2 separate regions of the Rattus norvegicus genome follow, and region 2 is linked to region 1. The links are chromatin contacts, called in public Hi-C maps. All regions are on one chromosome and are shown on one strand. Each heading gives the region's core, a stretch centred on a gene start, on an enhancer-like site or on the middle of the called end of the contact. The rest is flanking DNA. Distances are from core to core; before and after follow the strand shown. Region 1 overlaps Cdk19 (cyclin-dependent kinase 19). Region 2 has its middle 26 kb from the start of Slc22a16.

What was found. Hi-C and Micro-C count contacts between places; a contact is called where the count stands out from the background.
Region 2: a Hi-C map of Schwann cells shows a contact between it and region 1, with 4 times the contacts expected there. The contact joins two enhancer-like sites. A contact is called at or near these places in 3 of 12 Hi-C or Micro-C datasets (the A7r5 cell line, Schwann cells and liver).

Annotation. Positions count from the first base shown.
Region 1 is chr20:45,406,305-45,409,877 of GRCr8, forward strand. The region is part of intron 2 of Cdk19 (cyclin-dependent kinase 19); the gene reads left to right. Among named protein-coding and RNA genes, the nearest start is that of Cdk19, 83 kb to the left of the region's middle. Within about 2 kb of position 1,992, at least 14 of the 93 cell types and tissues checked have an H3K27ac peak or open chromatin away from gene starts, as enhancers often do. A contact at or near this core is called in Schwann cells, where this site is marked.
Region 2 is chr20:45,499,933-45,503,505 of GRCr8, forward strand. No RefSeq gene overlaps it. Among named protein-coding and RNA genes, the nearest start is that of Slc22a16, 26 kb to the right of the region's middle. Within about 2 kb of position 1,794, at least 44 of the 93 cell types and tissues checked have an H3K27ac peak or open chromatin away from gene starts, as enhancers often do. A contact at or near this core is called in Schwann cells, where this site is marked.

The DNA of each region.
Region 1 (3,573 bases), core at 742-3,241:
AATGCTGGGATCCGGTCAGGGTGCTGCTGTGTCAGTAATGTGCAGGTGAAGAGAAACTGCTGACCCAATATCTTCATTCTGCTTGATAATAGCTCTAAAAATGCTTGGCTCTATTAGGTATTCTAGATTTAAGGTGTAAGGTGCTCTGAACCGTGAGCATTTGTGGGACTTTTTTTTTTTTTTTTTTTTTAATGGTTTAAGCTTACCAAGTCACCATTTTAAGAACTGAAATGGTGAAGGTTGCCCTTGCCCTTGGTTATGGTACCTTCCTGCAGGGCCTTGTGCTGCTGCCCCAGCTCCATCTTCACTTGTTACAGCTACAAGGGCATCATTCTTGTGTGTGTGTGTGTGTGTGTGTGTGTGTGTGTGTGTGTGTGTGTGTGTGACTGAAGACCAGCTACTGGGAAGAAGGCCGTGGGTTACCAGCTATATCGCCATGCTCATTTGCTAGAAGGTCATTTTGTCATAGTTATGTGATACTTAATATTTTAGAATTCATTTTGTTAAAAGCTAGAATCTTTACATGTTAATTTGGGGTACAGTGAGCAAATAATGAGGGAACAGTCTGTGAAATACGTGAAATTTGAGTAAATGTCAATTTTCCTGTATATTTTTCTGTTTCTGTTTTAAAAATGTTTCTCCTGTTGTAACAAAGCCAAAAGATGCAGCGCTTCTCCGAGCCCTTGGTGACCTCTAGTCACGGCCTGCTGGCTTCTGTCCATTGCCTGTTGAAGGCAACTTAGCATCATTTCGTACATCCTGGCTCTGTCTCTCCTGCAGTTGAGTTTAAAGGTATTTACATTCCCACACGGGACTGACACCCTTGCTGCACCAATGTTTGAGACAGGCATGATACTGACTGTAGAACTTATGAAAACTATTCTTTTTTGGTTTCCAAATACCTCCAATAGAATCTGATGAATCTAGTAGGAATTTCTCTTAGGGTTTAAGGTCCTGTCTTCTCATTCTATGACAGGTACTTTGTTTCTAACAGTACCTTCTCCTGTGTGAAGGAGGCACCTCCTTTTTTCTCTTCTAGACATTGGGTTTGTGTCCTCTTTCTCTTGTGTCTCTCTTTTTTTTTTAAGATTTATTCATTTCTTTTTTTTTCTTTTTTTTTTTTTCTTTTCTTTGGAGCTGGGGACTGAACCCAGGGCCAAGCGCTCTACCACTGAGCTAAATCCCCAACCCCAATATTCATTTATTATATATAAGTACACTGTAGTTGTCTTCAGATACACCAGAAGAGGGCATCGGATCTCTTTACAGATGGTTGTGAGCCACCATGTGGTTGCTGGGAATTGAACTCATAACCTCTGGAAGAGCAGTGGGTGCTCTTAACCGCTGAGCCATCTCTCCAGCCCTCTTGTGTCTCTTTTAAAAGAGCACTTTAACATTTATTTTCATAAAGAGTTCTCTATTTAATTCTCTTCCTGTCACTTGGCACCCTTCTCCGCAGTGTGAACCCCAGGCTCCTCACCTCCAGTGCAGCCCTGTCCCTGAGCTCCAGATCCTGATGACTTCAGTCTGTGTGCCTGATAGGAAAGGCCGTCATCCCCCTATTCCAAGTTGTCTTGTTGTCTCTTATCTCTAAACTTTACCTACCAGGCCCATTTACTTCCTGCCATCGGGACCATTTGTCCTGGAATCAGGCACTGGATACTGTTGTTCTGTTGCTGCCACCTTTATCCCTTCCTTCCTGTTACTGCCACGCCCACTCCCACACATGCTGACCTTGCTCCTAGAATAAGAGTTGCAGTTTACCCACTGACCGACACTTGTCTATGTGAGGATTATTTCCTACCTTACAAATGTGTGGGGAAGAAGAGGATTGGGGAAGTAAAAATCAAGTAAGAGATGGTTGGCTAAACAAGGGAAAGGTCGTGTAAACTAAGGGAGAGATCTGTGAGCTTTGCCCAAGACATTAGCCCAAGACAAGTGAGCTTACCCCTGTGACTGAGTCCCGATCTGATTGCCACGCTAGTGGAGAGAAAGCCTGGCTCCATTCTTCCCTGAAAGCCTGGCTCCATTCTTCCCTGAAAGCCTGGCTCCATTCTTCCCTGTTGTGTTGCAGTTTTATTCATTCTTCAATGTTTCCTTTACTGAATTCTGCTCCCAGTCTGAGCCAGTCATTCTCTGACTGCTTGCTTGGATTAGACAGGTCATTGTCAAAGGATGGTGTTGTGCTTAGCACTAGCACGCTCTTGACACAAAGAAACACTGCTTAGAATATACTCCATAGAACATGGCAGTACAACCTGTACAGGACACTGAGGTAAGAGGATCGTTTGAACACAGTAGTTCCAGAGTAGCCAGGGCAGTATAGCAAGATCGTTCCTAAAATAATAATATTAGATCTATATCCTGGATCTCTCTTGTATGTATATTTGGATATTGTGCTTTTTTGCCAATATTCTAGAATTTTCAGAAACTTTGATATTTAAAAATAAGTCTGTTATTTTGGTGATCTCTTTTATAGATACACACAAAAAGCTAATTTTCAATCTTAAAAATCTCAACAGTAATGTTGTAGCTTTGAATGTGAAGCTATTCCAACGTATGTACATAAGTTCATTTATAAGAAATTGTTTGTCTTAATGTTGTATAGTTGTTTGAGTTCCCTCTTTGAATTTTCAGGAATGGTATTTTTATTCATTATTCCTTTGATAAGTAGAATCCTTTTCAAGTCAGCCATACCAAAAATTGTCTTAAAGATAACTATGGTCACTGGCGAGGTAGTTCAGTGGTTAGGACCACTTGCCGAGGATCTTAGTTTGATACAGCACCCAGGAGAGTTGACTCACAACTGCTTGTGAAGATGTACACTCACATGACACACATACCTTTAAAAAAATTCTTGGTTAGGCTAGTAATAGATTATTAAGATTTTTCTTCTGAGGACACTATTTCAGATGCTATCAACATAATATCTAATAACAGTGGTTTTCAGTTTTTTAAGGCTGTTTATGTCTGTCCACACTTTCTTTTTCTTCATGCTTAGATCCATTGCTGGATACTGGCATTTCCTTTTTCCCCTAGTCCTGTTACTTGTGGGAAAGATGTTAATTGCAACTCATGCAAGTTGGTTTCACAGTTCACTAATGGGTCATGTAGGCTGTAGTCTAGATCCCAGCACCTTAGAATAGCTTTCCACAGAAATTATTATTTTAAGTGCAGAACAGTATAAGATACAAAACCATAATTACAGTAATTTGTTTCTTGAGTTAGTTTTTGTGGCATTTCAGAAATGTACGATAGTCAAACTCCAAGCACCATGACAATATCTATATTATGTCCAAGCAGTACTGTAAGACATAGATTTAAATATTTAACTTTCTTCATCTACTCAACTGTTATGTGTTGAATAGGCTTGGAAGTGCTGTGGCTGGTGTGTTTAGAGGTCAGCGGGCAGCCTTCAGGAGTCTGTTCCCTCCTCCCACCGTGTGGGCCTCAGGGATTGAACTCAGATCTTCGGGCTTAGCGACAAGCACTTCACCTCCTGAGCCATCTCACTAGCCCATTTATGGAAAATTTTAAACCTTTGTTTTTCTTTTCCTTTAGCAAGAAAGTAGC
Region 2 (3,573 bases), core at 544-3,043, 93 kb after region 1:
TTTTCAGCAGTTGGCTTCTTTAGCACTCCAGAGAGCGGGTTTCTGGAAAGGTCAACCCTCACGACCTTTTCCACCCATGAGGTCTGGGACAAGATGGCCTCCATCTTGAATGCTCTACCTGGGAGTAGGGGCTGAGGATGCTAGCTGCTGTCTCTTTCTCTGCTCTTCTGATATTCCTTAATGCCACCTTAGGTCTCACTGACCTATTCCTGCTAATGTCAGTCTCCTGAAAATCACTCTTTAGAGTTTACTTGTAGAAATTACTGAGGTTTTTGCCTCTTCATTGGATATGGATATATATATATATATATATATATATATATATATATATATAGTTTAGTAATTATATATAATAACTCGAATATAATAGTTACATATAATTTCACCATGTCTTTGTGTACAGCAGAAAGTCTGACAGAGAACACGGTTGCAAGAATAAAAAAGATATCTAAAACCTATTTAAATGTGAGCTGGAAACCGTGACACATGCTGCTGTCCCAGCTACTTGGGGACTGAATCAGAAACCCAGATATTTGAGCCTCAACAATACAGGAAGACCCTGTCTCAAGACAAACCAATACAAGATAAGCCAGGTGTATTGGGCTATACCTTTAAACCCAGCACTCAGGAGATGGAAACAAGCAGACCTCTGGAAGCTCAAGGTCAGCCTGGTCTACACAGTGGGTTCCAGGCCATATAGAGGGACACAGTAAAACCACAACATAAGTAAAGAAGTAAATATGTGGGTCAGGTGCCTTTCCCACATCAGATGTAATGTGGCTGGGGTCCTCAAAGCCTTAGGACTTGGGCACTGTGCATAGCACAGCCTGTTGATGTTGTCTTTGCCCCAGTGGTCACTATACAGAATTGTGACATCAGTGGTCTAAACTTGAAACTCCTTTTCAAGACCTTTCCCAGCCCCTATAGCTATAAAATAGTCAGGAGTCAAAAAGGGAACTTTTCCGTGGTCAGTGGTCTGTAAGTTAAGTTAATGTCGTACACAGTTCTTCTGATTCTGATTATCATGCTTTCAGTATAGCCCCCTCTGTGTGAATAAATACGCAAGAATCGCAGAAGCAGCAGAAAGGACAGAAGATACAGCGTACAGTGAGCTGGAGGAGTCTACCTTCTCTTCTGCCTTTAGTTCTGTCATTGGCTTGATGCTGCTGCTTTGGGACCTGGGCACAGTCGGGCCCTGTGTGCAGTCTGTCCTTCGTGCTAACCTCTTGTCATGACTTTGTGTACATTCTCTGGCTCTGGATGCCACAGTGCAGCTACTGTCCCCTGAGCCTTTGCAGTTCTCATCAGCCACACACTGCTCCATTCGTTTGCCAAGCTGATGCAGATTCTTGGGTCTTGGGTTAGCCCACATTCTCCCACATGTCTTGGGTTAGTCCACACTCTCCCACCCTACAGAAAGCCTACGATCTCTTTGCTCCCGTTGCCTCAGATCCTCATCATGCTTCCTCTTGCGCCTCCTGCTCTCAGCTCTCTTGGCAGCTGGGGGCACACTCTATCTGACCGTAGACAATGGAGTCTAGCAAAGGATGGGTGATCTATGGTGAATGTTTACATAAGACAGAATGTGGAGATTAAAAGAGAGAGAGAGAGGAAAAAAAGAAGACAGAGCTAAAGGTTTCCAGAAGCAGGCAGTTCACGCTCTGCCAAGGGGAGAAGTAGTCTGGGAGACAGGCTGGGGGGAATTGAATGGAGGCCGTGGGACTGGGGAAGCAGGGTTGTTAAGGATGGAGTCTCTCATGTTGTAACCTGTGACTAATGCATTAGTCAGGCGGAGCACGTGGAAACTACACAATATGGCTTAGAAAAACATCTCAGTTCTCAAGAATAGCCTCCCAGCCAGACAATGCTGGAAGTAATTGAGAGTGGGGAGCTCATTGTGATTACTGCTCTCTGACATTGTAAACCACCAATCACTCAGCTGCTTCCTGAGTTCCCAGCGTCGGGAGCGCAGAAGCCCGTCTTTGTCTGTCAACTCGGGGAATGTTAACCTCCTATTAAATCTGTTTTTCTCAGAAAAAGATCCCTGGAGTATGTTCCAAAGGAAGCTTAAGCTTCGCACTACCTTGGAGCGCTCATTTTCTTGCCCGTACATAATGTTTACTTCAAAAATTTCATTGTGTTCTACTCGTTCTTAAAAGGGGTTGGGCGTGGTGCGTGTCACCCATTTCTCTCTCTCTCTTCTCACATTGAAGCTCACCTTACACAGGATTCTGGGATCTGAATGGGTTCTGCTGACAATCCAGTTGTTTTCTTTGCAGGAGATCGATCTTGCTTTTCTTATTTCCCTTAACGTCTTCCTTTTGAGTTTGGTGACATTGCAGTTTTAAATGACCGTCTCTGTCCGTCGTACAGGTTCATGGGGCAATGTCGGTCAGTGGAGTTTCTGATGTGCGTGCAGCTGTGGCCTACATCAGTTCTGGAAACTCATTTATCTTTTTTTTTTTTTTTTCGGAGCTGGGGACCGAACCCAGGACCTTGCACTTGCTAGGCAAGCGCTCTACCACTGAGCTAAATCCCCAACCCCCTCATTTATCTTTTTTCTTTGTCCAAATCTCGCCTTTTCTCTGATCTCACTCCTCTTTCCTGGATGCTAGGTTGGGCATGTATTAAGAAGAGCTCCCGTTGTGCTCCAGGTCTTAAGCCTTCTTTCACATTTTCTGTCTTCTCGCCTCGCTGTGTCATATTGTGGGTGATTTTCAGACACAGCTAATGACTTTCTTTTCAACTCTGTCTTTCTCTCTCTCTCCTCTCTCTCTCTCTCTCTCTCTCTCTCTCTCTCTCTCTCTCTCTCTCTCTCTCTGCTATTTAGTGTTCTTTGATTCTAAACTGATTTTTACATGGAAGACCGGAGGTTGCGAAACGTAAGCTCTCACACCTTTCAGGAGGCCCAGGTCTCCGTGGGGACTGATTTCCACCTCACCTCCTTCTGTCCCGATTTTTTTCTCACTGCACATTTCTTGGACTTTGGAACGTTTCTCTTCTCTGTGAGAGCAGCTGTGCACTAAAACCACACTGTGTGTCAGAGCATCTTGCATCGTGGTGGGACATCCTTCAGGGACTTGGCTCTGGCGTAATCGTGGGAGTGGAGGCCGTATATGCAGAATGTCCCGGGCCATGTAGGCATAGTGGCAAGATACACATCAGCCAGCGTCATGGTCCTCGCATCAAATATTTGCGAAGAAAACAGTTATACAGGAAATGAGAACCGTTCATCTGCTCAGCTTGTTCTTGGTCTCTCTCAGTAACAACATTTATGCATGTAACTTAGAAAGATTCAGGGGAAGATCGACTACTCACAGTGTAAGACCTCTACAAAGGGCAGGGAGGTATCTGGGGGGGCATAAAGAGCAGTAACTGAGGGGTTGGGGATTTAGCTCAGTGGTAGAGCGCTTGCCTAGCAAGCCCAAGGCCCTGGGTTCGGTCCCCAGCTCCGAAAAAAAGAAAGAAAGAAAAAAAAAAAAAGAGCAGTAACTGAAAAGCAAGGAAGAACTAAGGCTTTATCCTCAGGTCTGTTTACAGAAAGAGGCTCGTCTCATGTTTATCCCTCTGCCT